2 separate regions of the Mus musculus genome follow, and region 2 is linked to region 1. The links are chromatin contacts, called in public Hi-C maps. All regions are on one chromosome and are shown on one strand. The core of a region is the stretch at or near the end of the contact, and the rest is flanking DNA. Distances in the headings are between cores, read along the strand shown.

Region 1 (4,930 bases), core at 1,591-4,090:
AACATGTTGCTATAGGCTGGGCATGGTGGTGCGCATCTATGATCCTAGCACTAAAGAGGTGGAGGCAAGAAGGTTAATATTAGATTCATAGTGAGTTTGAGGCTAGCTAGGGCTGCATGAGACCCTGCCTCAAAAACAAAACAAGGGGTTAAAGAGACAGCTCAGAGGTTAAAGCGTGCTTGCTCCATTGTGAGTACCGGAGTTTGGATCTGAAAACCCACACAATGGGAGGTCCACAAACACTTATAACTCTATCCCAAGGGATTCAACTCCCTCTTATGTCTTCTGTAGGCACACACACATATACACAAATAAGTGAATAAATAAAAATTTAAAGAGAAACAGCAACAAACCAACAGATGGGTGGTGCTACACACTTTTAATCACAATACTTGTGAAGCAGTTGCAGATGGATCTCTGTGACTCTCTGTGATCTCTGTGGTTTTGTTGTATCCAAACCAACCTGGTCTTACATAGTCAAACATTGTCTCCAAAATCAAAACAAAAAAGAATAATAAATAACAACAATAAAAAGGTCTTATACTTATTAATTTTTCGCTGGGCGTAGTGGTGCACACCTTTAATCCCAGCACTTGGGAGGCAGAGGCAGGTGGATTTCTGAGTTCGAGACCAGCCTGTTCTACAAAGTGAGTTCCAGGACAGCCAGGGCTACACAGAGAAACCCTGTCTCGAAAAGCCAAAAAAAGAAAAAATTAATTTTTCTAAATATATTCCACAATTAGACAAATAAGCAATTCTATGTGGGATGGTGGAATCAGAACCCATGTAACAATCTACCTGCTCCGTAAGATCGGATGCCAGGCACTGGTATAAGCTCATGATTTTACACACAGCGATGGTCAGACATAAGCACTCCACAGCACAGGGTGTAACCGAATCTATGACTAGAAATGTTGGAACAAAAAATTCCAGAAAGTTCCATATGGTAAGACTTTAGACAGTGAGAACTTGTCCCAAACAAAACAAGACTTGGATTTGTCACTTGATGTGTAGGCACCTCCGGATGGAGCCTCCACCCACCTCCTGCACCCTCAGTGTCTCTCCAGGGCGTGGAAGCATGGCTTGCCTTGTGTCTCATGTCTGTGTGTATAGCCAGACCCACGGAAGAGATCCACAAGGATACCGAACACAGATTTTCTTTTTTTCCAGATTTTTAAATTCCTAAAAATTTCCAGATTCTTATTAATTCCTAAAAACATAAAATTTTGTTTTTATTTCAAAATTTTGTGTGTGTGGGTGTTTGACTCAGATGACTGTCTGCATCATGTGTGTCCTTGAGAAGGTTGGAAGAGGGTGTTCGGTTGTGACAGCATAAAGATTCCTCCATCTTGTCTCATCTGGAGCCATCTTTGATTTAATCTGAAACTGACCCCTTTTCTACACTCATGTGGAATGTCCCATGGGAAATTACCCAGCCCTGTTCTAGAAACTTGGGTAGAAATATCCCAAGATATTTCATGCTAGAACTGCATGTTTTTGCCTTCTATTAAACTGCTCTCTCTCTCTCTCTCTCTCTCTCTCTCCCTCTTCCTCTCTCCCTCTCTCTTTATCCATCCATCCATCCATCCATCCATTCATCCATCCATCCATCCATCCATCTATTCATCCACCCATCTACCCATCCATCCAGTCCAAGTTGACCTTAAACTGACTACAAGGGAGAGTTACTACACTAGGTTATGTGGTGCTGGGGCTGGAGCCCATGGCTTTGCACATCCAGGAGGCACTTTATTAACTGAGCCACATCTCAGAGCACTGGTACCATCTTATATTATGAATCTGTGTATGTATCAGTTTTGATATCTATGGGGTATCCTGGAACTGGGCCCAAAAGATAGCCAAGGATGGCTTTATACACTTCCTAGTTGAGTTTTCTTTGACAGACACTAGAATCAAAGACATCTCAGTACTATGAGATCTTTCTTTTTCAGACAAGGCCTTGTGTAGCCTAAGCTGACCTTGACCTCACTATATAACCAAGGATGACCTTGAACCTTTAACCCACTGTCTCTACCTCCCAAGTGCTAAGGTTTTAGTCGAGTACTACCACCATAGTTTCATGCAGTGTTGAGGATCAAACCTAGCTTCATGCACACTAGGCAAGCACTCTATCAACTGAACCACATCCCAATGAAATATGTTTTTAAATTATATACACTGGGATGGAGAGATGGCTCAGTGGTTAAGAGCAATGATTGCTTTCCCAGGAGACCCAAGTTCAATTGCCAGCACCCACATGGCAGCAGCTCACAACTGTCTGTATTTCCAGATCTAAACAGATATACATGTAGGCAAAATATCAATGCACATAAAATAAAAATAAATTAAAAACCTTAAATTAAAAAATATATTTATTATATTTATTTGTGTGTGTGTGTGTGTGTGTGTACTCACAAGCATGAATGCGCCACAGTTCATGGATGTCAGAGGACAACTTGTGAGAGTTGTTAGATTTGGAGGTTTGGTGGCAAGTGTCTTTATCTGCTGAGCCTCTTTGCCAATCCCCCATGAAAACTTGATCTCAAATATCATTCTTTCTGTTTGAGACAGAATCACACACAGTTTGATCATCATAGGTTTCTGCTGATCAAGTCTGGGAGAATTAGAGTTACAAATAATTAACAACTGTAGCAGATAATGATTTGGAATCAGACTAGTATCGGTTTCCCCACACTGGCATATGCAAAGAGTTGAATAAGCCAACAAAGGAAGAAGGATACTCTTTCTTCCCTAGAAGTCTACCTGGTCAAGGGAAAAGGAACACTGAAAATAGAAAACCCAGCTTTTGGCTACTGCAATGTGGTGTGATGTAATGTAGAGTGATGTAGTGCAATGTAATGTAATGGTTAGAGGCTCATTCCTGGAGCTGAAAGTAGTGGTGGGGATAGTACAGACGAAAGACATTGCACATTCTCAAAATGCCTCTTCACACAACATGTTACTTTCAAAGGAGAAACAGGGACTTTGCTTGCAACCCATCCCTTGGGCGCCACCTAATCCAAGTACTTATCTCTCTGTCATCAGGAGCTGAGGCAGCTGCCTGCCCCCGTGCTGGGATGACTGAGGACACAATGTCTCCTCAGTAGTGTTCTTGCCCAACGTACAGACCTACAATCTAATCGTGAAAAATACCAGACACACCTCACATTTGCAAAATATGAGGAGCGTTCTGCAAAGTAACTGGCCATTGCTCTTCAAAAATGTCACAATCATGACAGGCGGGAGTGAAGAAACTGTCTCAGATCACTGGAGGCTACAGAGACAAGCCAGCGCCAGCTGAGATCCTGGGTTGGAAAAAGAACATCAGTGTGACAATTGATGCACTGTAATTAGTATCTGGAGCTAAGTTAACAGTGTTCTACTCCTTTTTCATACTTCAGTTTTGCTGATTAAGCTGTGTCTATATAAGATGTTAGCGTTGAGGGCTGGGGCTTAGGGGCTGAACCTGGCTTGCCCAAGTCTCTAGGTACAATCTCTAGCACAAGGAGAAACATCGTTAACATTTGGGAAAGTGGTCCTGCTGGGGCCCAGGGCTCTTCCACTGAACTACAACCGCAGCACCTCACCCCATGTATTTCTGATTTTTTAAAAGGTTGTTTCTTTTCACATTTATTTTCTTTTCTGTGTAGGGTGTTTTGTTTGCATATAATTCTGTGCACCATGTGTGTGCAGTGCTCTTAAATCTCCCGAAACTGGGGTTAAAAGATGGCTGTGAGCCATTCTGTCGGTGCTGGGAATTGAACCCAGGACCTCTGGAAGAGCAGCCAGTGCTCTCAACCATTGAACCAGCCCCATGTGTGATGTCTTTTAATGTTTGTAATTATTGAAAATGGAAAAATATTAAGAGCAAGCATACATATAGATGTCCTTTAAAAGATACTGTGTGAAGCTGGGGTTGTAGCTCAGTCGGTAAAGTGCTTGCCCTCGAGCCGTAGGTGTAATCGGGAGTTCACAGACCTGGGCGTGGCAGCACATGCCTGATATCCCAGCACTCAGGAGGCGAAGGAAGTATCAGAAGCTCAAGATTATCTTAAAATAAAACCCCAAACCAAACCAAATATTACAATAACAATAACAAAAGACCACACCAGAATAGTGTGTGTGTGCGCATATGTGTGTGTGTGTGTGGGGGGGGGCATAATTACAAAGTAAGCTATGTCTTAATTACTGAAGCTCAGACCCCTTAAACATCAGTTTAGAGTTTCTACTCTTCTCTCCCATCTTCATAGCTAATGAAAAACACCTAATGTTGACCTTTATCACAACTCAAGGTAGAAAAGAGGGAAATATTTGGTTATGCACTCGGTAAGTCAGATAATGAAGGCCCATTTGATCTTTGGACTGAAGAGCAGAACACACATTATGTGGATTAAATTTGTCCTAGTTCTGGAATCTTCTGACCATAATAGAAAAAAAAGAAGAAGAAGAAGAAGAAGAAGCAGCAGCAGCAGCAGCAGCTCTGGCTTCTATTTCTACTTTTCGGGGATCTGAAAAGCCTGGTCTTAAGGGCCACAGGCATTAACTTCCTGTTGTCACAGGCTGGTCCCCCAGTGCTATCGTTCCAGGGACTAGTGTCCATAGCTCTCGATCAGGCTATGTCAGCTAACAGGGGTCCTACTGCTTTAGTGGCTAACTAGCCCTTTTAGACAGAGGGAATCACCAAGGAACTCTCTGGCTTCCAAATCCTGCAGTTTAAGTTAGGCACAGGCTCTGACCACAAATAGCTGCTTCCAGAGTCTGGGTTTGAGATGACAAGAATCAGAACAAGGTGCTGGACTGAGCTGGGGGCACTGAGAGGCAGTCCCCGAGTCTGTCTGTCTGTCTGTCTGTCTGTCTGTCTCTATTTTCACCTCTGTCTCTCTGTCTGTCTTTGTCTCTCTGTCTGTCTCTGTCTCTTTCTGTGCATGTG
Region 2 (4,930 bases), core at 1,820-4,319, 48 kb before region 1:
AGATTACAAATATAACCACCATGCTCCGCCCCAGTGGTATTTTAAGCAGAAATACCTGGAGGATATTATGTTAAGTGAAGTAAGCCAGACCAAAGTCTTGACTGTGTTATCACTCCAGAAGTGGTCTTCCATCAGCAGAGTAGAATCCTGGTTACCAGAGGCCTGAGGCTACATGGGCTCAGATAAAGGAGTTAGCAGAAAGAGGAGCTCTCAAATTTCTTGACTGAGTACAGTAACAGTGGTGACAGCCACTAACTGTATACTTCAGTGTAGCTGATAGGATTTTTAATGTTTTGAGCACAAGGAATGATACATGTTCAGAGATGGATATGCCAGTTAGCCTCAGCTAGTCTTCATTGCACTCTGTGTGCATTTATTGAAATAGCACTCTGTTCCATTAATAGTTTTGACTATCAATTAAAGTCCCTCACCTGCTCAGATTAAAGTTTTTTTTTTGTTTGTTTTTTTGTTTCCAAGACAGGGTTTCTCTATGTTGCCCTGACTGTCCTAGAACTCACTTTGTAGACCAGGCTGGCCTTGAACTCAGAAATCCGCCTGTCTTTGCCTCCCAAGTGCTGGGATTAAAGGTGTACGCCACCTTGCATGAGTTTATGAACGCCACACGTGTGTAGTACAAGAGCCCTTAGAGAGCAGGGTGTGGCAAGCCCCAGGAACGCTCATTTTTTTGTTGTGGTGGTAGTGGTGGTATGAGGGCTCTATCTGCATGTACACCTGCATGCCAGAATCCCATGGTTGTGAGTCACCATGGGATGGCTGGAAATTGAACTCATGACCTCTGGAAGAGCAGCCAGTGCTCTTGCTGAGCCATCTCTCCAGCCCCATGCTTTTGTTTTTTGAAACAGTGTTTCTGTGTAGTTCTGGAACTGGCTAAGAACACCAGGCTGGCCTTGAACTCACACAGATCACCTGCCTCTGCCTCCCAAGTGCTGGGATTGAAGACAAGTACCATCACCCATTAGCCAAAGCATGTTTTTACAGTTCAGAAATGGATATAAGTATGCCCTGGAAATCTTGACCCATTTTAAAATGGAGCCTTGGGGTATTATGTTCTGGACCCTTAGGTTTCTGCCAGCGCTAGAGCTAGTGAAGGACGGAGCTGAATGTTAAGACTGTACCTGGAGGCAAAACGCTGGTCTCCTAGAGTCTCACACTAAGTGTCCCTCTGACCCTTAGCCTCTCTTGGTTTAGTGGTCATTTGATGTTTGTTTTGAATACCAGTTGTAGCTTAGAGACTTCAGGTCCAGGAGAGTTGTTCTGGAGACATATGCAGTTTAGTTTTCTTCTTTATTTGATTGATTGTGTGTGTGGTGTTTGTTTTGAGATAGGGTCTTGTCATGTTGCCTGGGCTGCCTCAAACTCCTAATCTTCCTGTTTGCACTGCCTGAGAATAGGCTTGTCCCACCCAGCCCTCTTGTCCTCTGTGTTCCCATGGCTTTGCTGGTGATGGAGTGTAGTATTTTGCTCTAGAATGCTCGTCCTATCCATGAGGTAAACTCAGCCATGCTCATTCTCTCGGGTCTCTTAACTTGTGTCTCACTGGGATTCCAGGAGCCCATGCGTGAGCTTTGGGTTTTTACTGTGTTGTGTTAGTCATTTCTCTCCTGTCCAGTGTGGGTTCCATATTGTCTCCCTTCAAAGGTATGTGTGATTATGAGAAATTTCTTGGTTGAACTGCTTTTCACTGTGTGTGTGTGTGTGTGTGTGTGTGTGTGTGTGTGTGTGTGTGTGTGTGTGTACTGGGGAGGTCCAGGACTAGCAGTAGAGGAAAGGACTGCCTCACCCAGCTTTCTAAAGGGTGAGTGCCGGGATCAAACTCAGGTCTGCATGCTTGATTCATCAAACCATTTACCTCTGCCTATTTTTTCGTAGTTTAGTTTGTTGTTTGTTTTGATGCAGGGTCTTATGTGACTGAAGTTGCCTTTGAACTCTTGATATTCCCCTTCCACCTCCCAAGTGCTGGGATTACAGGCATGAGCCACTGTACCCAGTTCTAGCTCAGTTTTGACTGTTCTATCTATCCGTTTTGATAGTTTTAAAAAATATTAAGTTTTTATATGTATGACTATTTTGCCTGCTTTTTTTTTTTTTTGGCTTTTCGAGACAGGGTTTCTCTGTATAGCCCTGGCTGTCCTGGAACTAACTTACTTTGTAGACCAGGCTGGCCTCGAACTCAGAAATCCGCCTGCCTCTGCCTCTCAAGTGCTGGGATTAAAGGCGTGCGCCACCACACCCCGCTCGCCTGCTTTTTGTTATGTGTTTCATGTGTGTGCCTGGTGCTCTCAGAGGTCGAAAGATAACATTGGAGCCCCAGGAACTAGAGTTACGGGTGATTGTGAGCCACCATGTGGGCACTGGGAACCAAACCTGGGTTCTCTCTGTAAGAGCAACAAGTGTTCAGCTGCTGGGCCAGCACTCAAGCTCGTTCCCGCTCTCCTTCTATCTCTGCCTCCCTCCATCCCTCCATTCCTCCATCCCTTCCACCATCCTTCCCTCCACACACATGTGTGTCTTTAAGCTGTGTAAGTCACACATTCATTTCAAATGCACGTTTTCTGTTTTTCACGACCCAGCCCAATGGTCAAAGAGTGTCCTGTGGAAGAGGTATAATGTAATTACTTAGGTTACTATACCATTATCATGACGATAGCTGTTATAAAGTGAAGCTTCTGTGCTTACACTAGGAGATTCTTGTTTATACCAGAAATTTAGAAGGTGGGAATGTGTTCTTGTCATGCTTTCTGGACTCAGACTTTTTATTTATCTTTTACTTGTACAGCTATTGTGAATGATGTTTTCCAGGGATCAATGAGAATTTTCACCAAAAAGCTTCCTCATCCTGATCTGGTGAGTATCCAGAACAGCGTTTGAGCCTGACACACGCTGCCTCAGGGGCTTGATACACGTTTGAGCCTGACACACGCTGCCTCAGGGGCTTGAGCCTGACACACGCTGCCTCAGGGGCTGGGGAAGCACAGGAGCTTAGAGAGTGGACAGAAAGTGTCCCACAAGGAAGTTCCACAAAACACTCACAGTTTTGGCCTTATTGTGGTAATGTGCTGTAACCTCAGAGTTTGTGGTTGGTAGTCTATTGGTTAAAGTGGTCTGACCACTGAGTGCTTCTTGTGTAATCTGAGAACTTCTAAGACAGTCTGGTATGTAAATAAAACCTCTCAGAAGGTGGATAGCAAATTTGTCTTTAAAAGTTGGTCTATAAAGTAATAGGTTTGACGGTGTCATCTCTAAACATATATGTTACTATACTTGGTTCTAATTAATCCCCTCCTCTATTGCCATCCCTGTTCCCATTGGCCTCTTCCTGCCAGGTTTCTCCACAAATAGTTCCTTTTTTGCTTCATGTCACACAAACTCTTGTCCTGCTTGACGATCCTCTTTCTAGTTTCATGACACACACAGGCACACACGTGCCATCAGTTTTTGAATAAACATTATCAGGGGCTGGTTCTGAATTCAGCTGCCTGAGCTCTGGACTAAAGAAGATGTGAGTACATCTCCCACACGGGATACGGTGTCCTCTGCTTAGCTCCATGGTCACACTCCTTTCCTCTCTTACTCTCATTCATTTCCAGCCAGCGGAAGAGAAAGAGCAGCTGCTCCACAATGATGAGTACCAAGAGACGATGGTAGAGTCCACGTTCATGTACCTGACGCTGGACCTTCCCACGGCCCCGCTCTATAAGGATGAGAAGGAGCAGCTCATCATCCCCCAGGTGCCTCTCTTCAACATCCTGGCCAAGTTCAACGGCATCACGGAGAAGGTAACCAGGTCACCACCCTTGCCTGCTCGCTCACTTTGTTTTTAACTTTCTCATCTTTTTCATAGTGTTAGCGGCAGGGCCTCGGACGTAGAAGGCAAGCTCTCCCAGACCAGGCACTCCCCAGTCGCCTTGTCTTTCCATACATGTCATATACTTACACTTACACATGTTCTAGGCACTCCCCAGTGCATACATCTCATATACGTACTAAGTGTATTGCCTTTCTCAAGCCTCCCAGCCCCGTGTTTAACTCTTAATTTAGAGCTCCTTCCTACATGGCTCATGCCTGTATCTGAGTTGAGAGAGGTGGGAAGTTTCGATGTTTGGAAACAGTAAATACAGAAATCTCATCTTTCAAAAATTATTATTTTTATTCTGTTTTGTTTTTTGAGTTAAGGTCTTATCTAGGCAAGTTAGCCTAGAACTTTCTGTGTAGAACGAGCTTTGAACTCCTGGTTCGCCTTCCAACACTCAAGTTCTGACTTACAAGTGTAGGTCACCATTTCCAGCTTCAACAATTATTTTTAATTTGTCTATTTTGCTCTTGTTTTTTGTTACTAATATGGGTGCTTACCCATAAGCACACATTGTGGGCAGTATTGGAAATGATGTCCCTGGTCTGTTGGGAAGCCATCTCCTGGGGTGGAGTGGGGACCCTCTTCTCTCCGCCCCCTTTTGCTCAGTGTTTCTCTCTTACTGAGCTGGAAGGGCAGTCTAGACACTGTACCATTGGGTTTTTTGACAAGTCACTCTTTTATTTTGCTAACGTTTTAGAGGTAGCTCCAAATGCCTTCCTTTGTAAACATTTCTCCATTTTCTAGATGCCCTTCTAATGACTCTGCTGTTTGGAAGGGAAACAGCCTGTAGTCCCTCACTAGCAGAATCAGAGAATCAGAAGGGAGTCTCTCACTTGCTGTTTTGTAAGGTCATTGTCCAGAGGGTTTTGAAGTAGACAGATTATAATTTTCAATCAGTATTTTCTTGAGTGTTAGTGAGATGGCTCAGCAGGTAAAAGTACTTATCACATAAGCCTGGAGACCCTAGTCCGATGCCTGCAGCCCACAGTAGAAGAAAAGAACAGACTCCTGAAAATTGTCCTCTGGCCTCCAGACGTGAATTGTAGCATATGTACA

The links. A called contact is a pair of places that touch in the nucleus more often than the background predicts.
Region 2: a contact with region 1 is called in a Hi-C map of trophoblast stem cells, with 1.5 times the contacts expected there. The contact joins two enhancer-like sites. A contact is called at or near these places in 10 of 39 promoter capture datasets (HPC-7-derived erythroid cells, cranial neural crest, embryonic stem cells and 7 more), 3 of 15 datasets of contacts at CTCF or cohesin (CD8 T cells, the NIH/3T3 cell line and pro-B cells), 119 of 484 Hi-C or Micro-C datasets (the 3T3-L1 cell line, 3T3-L1-derived adipocytes, the 63-12 cell line and 68 more), 13 of 115 datasets of contacts at active chromatin or transcription factors (the HPC-7 cell line, the NIH/3T3 cell line, bone marrow-derived dendritic cells and 8 more) and 4 of 9 other capture datasets (adipose tissue, embryonic stem cells, liver and 1 more).

The regions. Positions count from the first base shown.
Region 1 is chr6:72,278,756-72,283,685 of GRCm38.p6, reverse strand. No RefSeq gene overlaps it. Among named protein-coding and RNA genes, the nearest start is that of Sftpb, 23 kb to the left of the region's middle. Within about 2 kb of position 2,840, at least 31 of the 459 cell types and tissues checked have an H3K27ac peak or open chromatin away from gene starts, as enhancers often do. A contact at or near this core is called in trophoblast stem cells, where this site is marked.
Region 2 is chr6:72,327,385-72,332,314 of GRCm38.p6, reverse strand. Usp39 (ubiquitin specific peptidase 39) reads left to right here. Exons shown (of 13, transcript NM_138592.4): 8 at 2,798-2,865; 9 at 3,609-3,797. Among named protein-coding and RNA genes, the nearest start is that of Usp39, 15 kb to the left of the region's middle. Within about 2 kb of position 3,069, at least 5 of the 459 cell types and tissues checked have an H3K27ac peak or open chromatin away from gene starts, as enhancers often do. A contact at or near this core is called in trophoblast stem cells, where this site is marked.